Linked DNA regions of Mus musculus: region 1 is linked to region 2. Evidence: chromatin contacts called from public Hi-C data. All regions are on one chromosome and are shown on one strand. Each heading gives the region's core, a stretch centred on a gene start, on an enhancer-like site or on the middle of the called end of the contact. The rest is flanking DNA. Distances are from core to core; before and after follow the strand shown. Region 1 overlaps Rbm20 (RNA binding motif protein 20). Region 2 overlaps Rbm20 (RNA binding motif protein 20).

The links. Hi-C and Micro-C count contacts between places; a contact is called where the count stands out from the background.
Region 1: a Hi-C map of liver shows a contact between it and region 2, with 2.4 times the contacts expected there. The contact joins two enhancer-like sites. A contact is called at or near these places in 1 of 39 promoter capture datasets (the 3T3-L1 cell line), 15 of 484 Hi-C or Micro-C datasets (the 3T3-L1 cell line, 3T3-L1-derived adipocytes, the AML12 cell line and 9 more), 9 of 115 datasets of contacts at active chromatin or transcription factors (CD8 T cells, acute myeloid leukemia, embryonic fibroblasts and 6 more) and 2 of 9 other capture datasets (adipose tissue and pancreatic islet).

What each region holds. Positions count from the first base shown.
Region 1 is chr19:53,851,376-53,854,497 of GRCm38.p6, reverse strand. It overlaps Rbm20 (RNA binding motif protein 20), which reads right to left. Exons shown (of 14, transcript NM_001170847.1): 11 at 2,682-3,122; 12 at 863-994. Among named protein-coding and RNA genes, the nearest start is that of Gm41863, 7.4 kb to the left of the region's middle. Within about 2 kb of position 1,692, at least 130 of the 459 cell types and tissues checked have an H3K27ac peak or open chromatin away from gene starts, as enhancers often do. A contact at or near this core is called in 3T3-L1-derived adipocytes, adipose tissue and liver, where this site is marked.
Region 2 is chr19:53,779,959-53,783,238 of GRCm38.p6, reverse strand. The region is part of intron 1 of Rbm20 (RNA binding motif protein 20); the gene reads right to left. The region is part of intron 1 of Gm30890 (a long non-coding RNA gene); the gene reads left to right. Among named protein-coding and RNA genes, the nearest start is that of Gm30890, 5.4 kb to the left of the region's middle. Within about 2 kb of position 1,823, at least 26 of the 459 cell types and tissues checked have an H3K27ac peak or open chromatin away from gene starts, as enhancers often do. A contact at or near this core is called in 3T3-L1-derived adipocytes, adipose tissue and liver, where this site is marked.

The sequences.
Region 1 (3,122 bases), core at 443-2,942, 71 kb before region 2:
TCCAAGAAAAGTAATGGAAACAAGGCTGGAAAGAACAAGCCTACACTGGTGGGTCTTCCCTGGATGATGACATGTCATCAGTTTGTCATGCTTCCTTGTGACACTTTCCCAAGTGTCCCCTCTGAACAGCTAGCTGATCCTCTTTTACCCCTTTAGCCCCCAATCTTTCAGAGTCAATGCAGAGCTCACAGATCTTGGTCCAGGAGGTTCTTGCTAATACACCACCCTGACACTTCCATAATTGAAAACCCACCTACTGCTTCAACCCCTGCTATTGATGAGGAGACTGAGGCTCAGGAAGGCAAGACTTGTCTGAAGACACAAGAACATCCATGACTAGATGGACAAGGGCCTGGGTCTCTTCCCTGTACCCTCTGTCAACTTCAGTCTATTCAGTGGCTCTCGGAGACTCAGAAAAGCAGATCTATCAAGGAGAAAAGTCACGGAGAACTGTTCTGAGACAAGGACACGAGGGAAGAGAGCAGAGAGGGCGTTCATTTTAGTTGATGGTTTGGAAGTAGCTGGACTTCTGCTTTCCTGCCTGAACAAGGCCTGGGCTTAAAGTCTCTACACAGTCAAGAAGCAAGCACTCCCTGACAGGGAAAGGTCTTTTCTAGTAAAATCTTAATGCTGTGCTGTCCACAGCTTGGTCACCTAGGTATCAGATCTACCCCAGTGCCTGAAACCACAAGCACCTTTACCATCTTGCAGATCTGGGCTTCTGCATCATACCTTTGAAAGCAAAGACAACACAAAAGCCAAGACAACACACTGGCAAAGGCCCTCTTGAGCTTCTCCACACTGCTTTAGAACTGCCACTTCCTGGAGCTGAAATCCAGGAAGGGCTGTGGACTTCACCTACCTAGAGGAATGCTAAGTTCACTGAACACCTCCGGTTCCCAGGAAGGCAAAGAAAGGGGCTCTTTCAGCTCCGCTTCGGTGAATTCTGGCGATCTCACGTTCAGAGATTTCACTTCCATGTACCTGGGGTTTTCTGCAAAACATGAGCCCGTGGGATGGGGGATTGGAGATATACACACACACACACACACACACACATACACACACACACCACTCTGGGTCTCAAAGAGTCCCTGTAATCCTGCCCAGTGTGCTGTGTGATTGGGAATTGTCCCTTGGACTGCTTAATCACATGGTGCTGGGGGTAGGACCGCTAATTAGAACCAAAGTGCTATAATTAAGAGCATTTTTCCATTGCCAAAAAAATGCCACACACAATAAAACTTGGCACATCTTTGTACTTGGCACACAAGGATGGATTGTTAATGCCTTCACTTGGATGGTCCGCCCTCCATTACCCCCAAAATCAGGATCACTCCATCTCTACCAGCCGGAGGATCCTTGAAGGGCGGAAATTATGCTGACATCTGCTAAGGGTGGCCAAAGAGGCCACGCCGACATCTGCTAAGGGTGGCCAAAGAGGCCACGCCGCGTTTACCCCACGCTCGTGAAGCAGCACTGTTAAATGTGAGGCTCCAAATACTGGGAAAGTTAATAAACCCTGGAGACTAGCACTGGCTCAGACCCATATCACAAAATAAAAGAGGCTCCGTCAGAGCCAGTGAAAATGCCAGTGCGTTTTATTTATGCCTGCTGGAGATGGGCTGGGCCTCTGTTGCTCTAGCAACAAGCAGGCTGATCAAGGAGGTTTCCATGGAGACTCTGATCCCGGCAGGTGAAAGACTGCTCAGGTCAACTTGACATGGAAGAAAGCCCAAGCCTCGGGCCACCCACCAGCTTGTGCTGACACAAGGCTCTGGGTTGGAATGTTTATTTTCTGGCCTTTCCTCTATATTTTCTGCTCTACTAGTTTTACTTCAGCCTTGGTGATGCTGAGAACTTTCTGTAAAATAAATCTCTAGTTTATTTTCACTGTTAAAGAGTCTTAAGAAATACTCACCCACCCTCTACTCTCCACCCCACCCCCTTACACACACACACACACACACACACACACACACACACACACACACACCCTGGATGGATCTGTTTCCATCTGGCAGAAAGGCCATGGCTTAGCCCATTTTAGGCTCCTTAGTTCATGATGTCACAGCCCTGAGCATAGACACAACCTCACCTCCAGTAGGGTGTTTCTGGGATAAGTCCTGCTCCACTATCAGACCCTGGAGAAAAGTGGGTCTGAGATAGTTAGAAGGGAAGCAAGCCCTTTACAAAGCCATCTCCCTCCCCGTGTGTCATTCTCTCTCCACCACCCCGTTCCGTACCTCCCCCCCCCTCCCGCCGCATCTCTCCTTCCCCCCTCGCCCCCGCATCGCAGAAATAATTGCCAAGGGTTTCCACCATTCAGGAAAGGGTGGCAGACCATCAAAAAGAACCCAAGCTTTTTTGTAGTAAAAACTCAACCTGATCTTAGTTGCCCATGCCTAGGTGGGACCCCACAGTGCAGAGAAATCAAGTCGAGGTTATTCCCGGAACACAGGGGGCGCCTGCTGGATTTCTTCTACACTATTTGCTTTAACATTCTAGCCAGGCCTTCGGAGGCTTGCTTCTATTAGTACTTAACTTTCTGTCTTGGCCTTAAGTAACTCCCATCTATCTGTTCCAGCCTGCACATACCCACATGTCCTGAGGGACGCGGTGGTCCAGTCCACCCTACCACCCATGAGGGAGAGGAAGGTAGCCACCCTCAGCCAACACACCTCGGCAAGCCTGGCTTTGGAGGTCGCTTTCAGTAGGTGGGCTGGCTTTTCCTTCCAGGGGGCTGGCTTCATGAGACCCATCTTCTGGGGACCCCCTGGCCTTGCAGTCATCGAGAAAAGGGCTGGACTGCCGGGCCCGCTCATCTGCTGGCTGGGGGGAGGACATTTGCTGCACTGCAGGGGCCAGACTCACATCTGAGTCCTCCTCTCCTCTTGCCTCCTTCTCGTAGCAATTTGAGACCTCCAGTGAGAGGCCTGTCTCGCTTTCAGCTGGCTTCCGCTCAGCATCCAGATTTAGGCCAGGCATCTCCAGGTCCGTGTCATTGGGACAGCTTGCGGAAGTAGACGGCACTTGTCCGGGCAGCTTCAGGCTGAGTTCTGCGTCTCCGTTCCCTAGGGTCTCTCCCTGCTTGGTGAAATCTTTGGCCAAGTCCAAACCTA
Region 2 (3,280 bases), core at 574-3,073:
GTCTCCTCTGGGTGCTAGCTTTCCTGGTACCAGAAGGTGCTGTGCAAGCTTCCAAGTGAGGAAAACAACCCATAGTCCTACTCAGGTATGATGCCTGTGAACTAAAACAACAACAAATATGGCACAGTAACCCTGAGGACCATAGCTCTCTAATTAAACTTAAGACACACTCAACAGAAGGGAAGCCATGCCTGGTGCTGGAGGCCTAGCCAACTACTTGGGTTTAGAGAAGTCATGGGTCTGGAGGAGCCCCCATCCCCACTTCCTTAAGCCAGCATAATCCTTAACTACCTTCCAAATATCTCTCCTTATCCCCAGATACATGTGGCTCTCTGCTAGTCACTACTGCTTTGGTGAGGGATGTTGATAATGGTGGAGGAGACTATGCACTGAAGTGAGGCTGGGATGTACGGAAAAGCTGTACCTTAATTTTTCTGTGAACTTGTGTAGCCTTTAAGGGGTGCCCATGTGCTGTGGGAAAGCCTTGCTCCTCACTGTCCCCCGCTTTCCAGCATCCAACAGCAATAGTTTTCTATTTGAACTTTACAATTTTAATGCTTTCACCCAAAATAGCCCTGTTTATAACTGAATGCAAAACTCATAGGTGAGTTCCTTAGACAAGTACATTACGCTTATCATCATGGGTGTTGGAAATGAAGTCTGATGGGATTAAATGGTTGAACCAAAGTCATGGTGACTTCACCTAGACAGTTTGGAATACTTTTCAGGTCGGTCTGTCTTTCCTGTCTTTCTTTCTTTCTTTTTCTTTTTTTCTTAAGATTTGTTTATTATTATACATAAGTACACTGTAGCTGACTTCAAATGCACCAGAAGAGGGCATCAGATCTCATTACTGGTGGTTGTGAGCCACCATGTGGTTGCTGGGGTTTGAACTCAGGACCTTCAGAAGGGCAGTCAGTGCTCTTATCCGCTGAGCCATCTCACCAACCCCTCTTTTTTTTTTTAACATATTAGTATTTTTGTATGCGGTGTGTATGTGTTCAGATGAATATGGGTCACTGTGTGTGTGTGTGTGTCTCGCACGCACACGCGTGCACATGTGTGTGGTCCGAGGTTGACATCAGTTATCTTCCTCAGTGGCTTTCCATTTTATTTATTAAGGCAGAGTCCCTCCCTGACCCCAGAGTTGCCCAATTCAGCATATCTAGCCAAGCTTTCAAGGGACCGTTTTTCTTTGCCTCCCAAGTGCTGGGATTACATGTGGCCTGCCATGCCTGCCCAGCTGTTATGTAAGCACTAGAGATCCCACTTCAAGCCTTATGCTTACAATTACTTTATCCACTGAGCTTTCTCTCTAGTCTCCAGATTTTATTTTTTAAATTATTTTCAGTTTATGTGTGTGCTTGTGTAAGCTCGTGGGCACCATTGCATGGGAGTCTGCAGAGGACAGAGACAGCACTGAGTCCTCTGGAATTGGAATTACCATCATAATGAGCCACCAGGTAGATTCCAGGCACCAAACTCAGGTCCTTTGTAAAAGTGACAGTCACTCTAGACTTCTGAGTTACCTCTCTTCCGTCCACCAAATTTGATTTTTATTGCCTCCACATACACACTCATATATCACAAATACTGAAAAATTTCTCAGTTTTATAGATAGCCTAGAATTGAGCCTGCCTCATCTTGCTGCTATGTAGTCTACACATATTTATAAAAGATTACCAGTAGCCACAGATGTATAAGTGTGTAATTACCAGTGCTTTTGCAAGACTCTAATATTTATGCAATCATGCAACACAGTGCCCCAACAATGGGGATTAATGTTAGCAGGACCTACAGTCAGGCCTGAGCTTGAATTTGGCTTCCCAATGAGATGTTTGCCAAAAACAATGTTGCTGCTAAGATGGGGGTGGGGGAGATGTACCCTGAAAGGACTGGCCTGACCAGAAAACAGAATTAGCGTCCCTGGGATAGAGGAGGTGCCACGCGATGCCTGGTAAAGGGGGAGGGAGACACATAAGTAACAAGTAACGGCACTGGGCACTGGTTTAAGAACTAAATCTATGAAGACTTTTTAAGAAACCAATTTTATCTTAATAGGATGGATTTCAAGAGCAACTTCCCTTGTTGCCAATTTTCTGTATAATTTCTCAACAACTTCCATAAATCACAAGATTTCAACACAGGTCACTGAAATGGCTCTGGCAAACCCTTACTCCCCTCCCCCAACCCTCCCCCGCTCCGGGGCCACCCCCCCCCCCAAGTCCCTTTCTCTCTATTGATTTTACAAACTTGAACTTGTCACTTGAACTCTTAGCTGAGGTCGTTCTAGCCACACAGGTCAGCAATCTAGCGGCAGAGCTTAAAAGTTATGAAATCAAATCCCAGCGTGAGCCATGGGGCCCACAGCTTTTAAAAAGGTTGCTGTCTTCCCACTTCTTAGAAGACAGTATTGATATGTAGCCCAGGCTGACCTTTGACCCATGGCCCTCCTGCCTCAGCCCACTGGGTACTGAGACTACAGGTTACCTCACCGTGCCTGGAGTGTCCAAGTCACAGATGGTTGTAATGCACAGGTCCTACAAAATACTGTGCAAACAGCGAGGAGCCCCAGTGGACCTTCGTTTCTCAGGCCACCTTCCAAAGGGGAAACCTCAAGCCCAGTGAAGAGTTTCCTTCACCAAGAAACAGAAATGACAGAGGAAAGGTCAGATTCACACTTAGAGAAACGAGGTTTCTTTATCCACTGCTGAGTTCCATGTCCAACCCTGATATGACTGACTCTCAAGTCAGACTTAAAATTGAGTATCTTAAGACGCACTCTTCTTGGGTTGCAGAAATAGCTCAGTCAGCAAGGTGCTTACTGGGTAAACACACAGTCCTGAGTTTCATTACCAGGACCTGTGTCAAAGGCAGCCTTGGTCTCCAAAGGCATAAAGATCCCTGAGGCCACTGGCAGGACAGTATAGCCCAACCTGTAAACTTCAAGCCAGTGAGAGACCCTGTCACAAAAATACAAGCTGCCAGGGGCTAGAGAGATGACTCAGAGGTTAAGAGCTCATATCGCTCTTGCAGAGGACCCAGGTTCATTCCTAGCACTGACATGGTTGTTCATATCTACCTATAATTACAGTTTCAGGAACCTGATGCCTTCTGGCTTTGGTAGACTTCTGCACATATGTGGTGCACATACATTCACAACTGGCATACACACACACACACATGCATCCATCACTTATTTAAGATAACCAACATCTTGGCTTTACTCTCCTCAGGGACAGTTAGCAGTGATAAGGACAACTATATAACTCAGTCACAA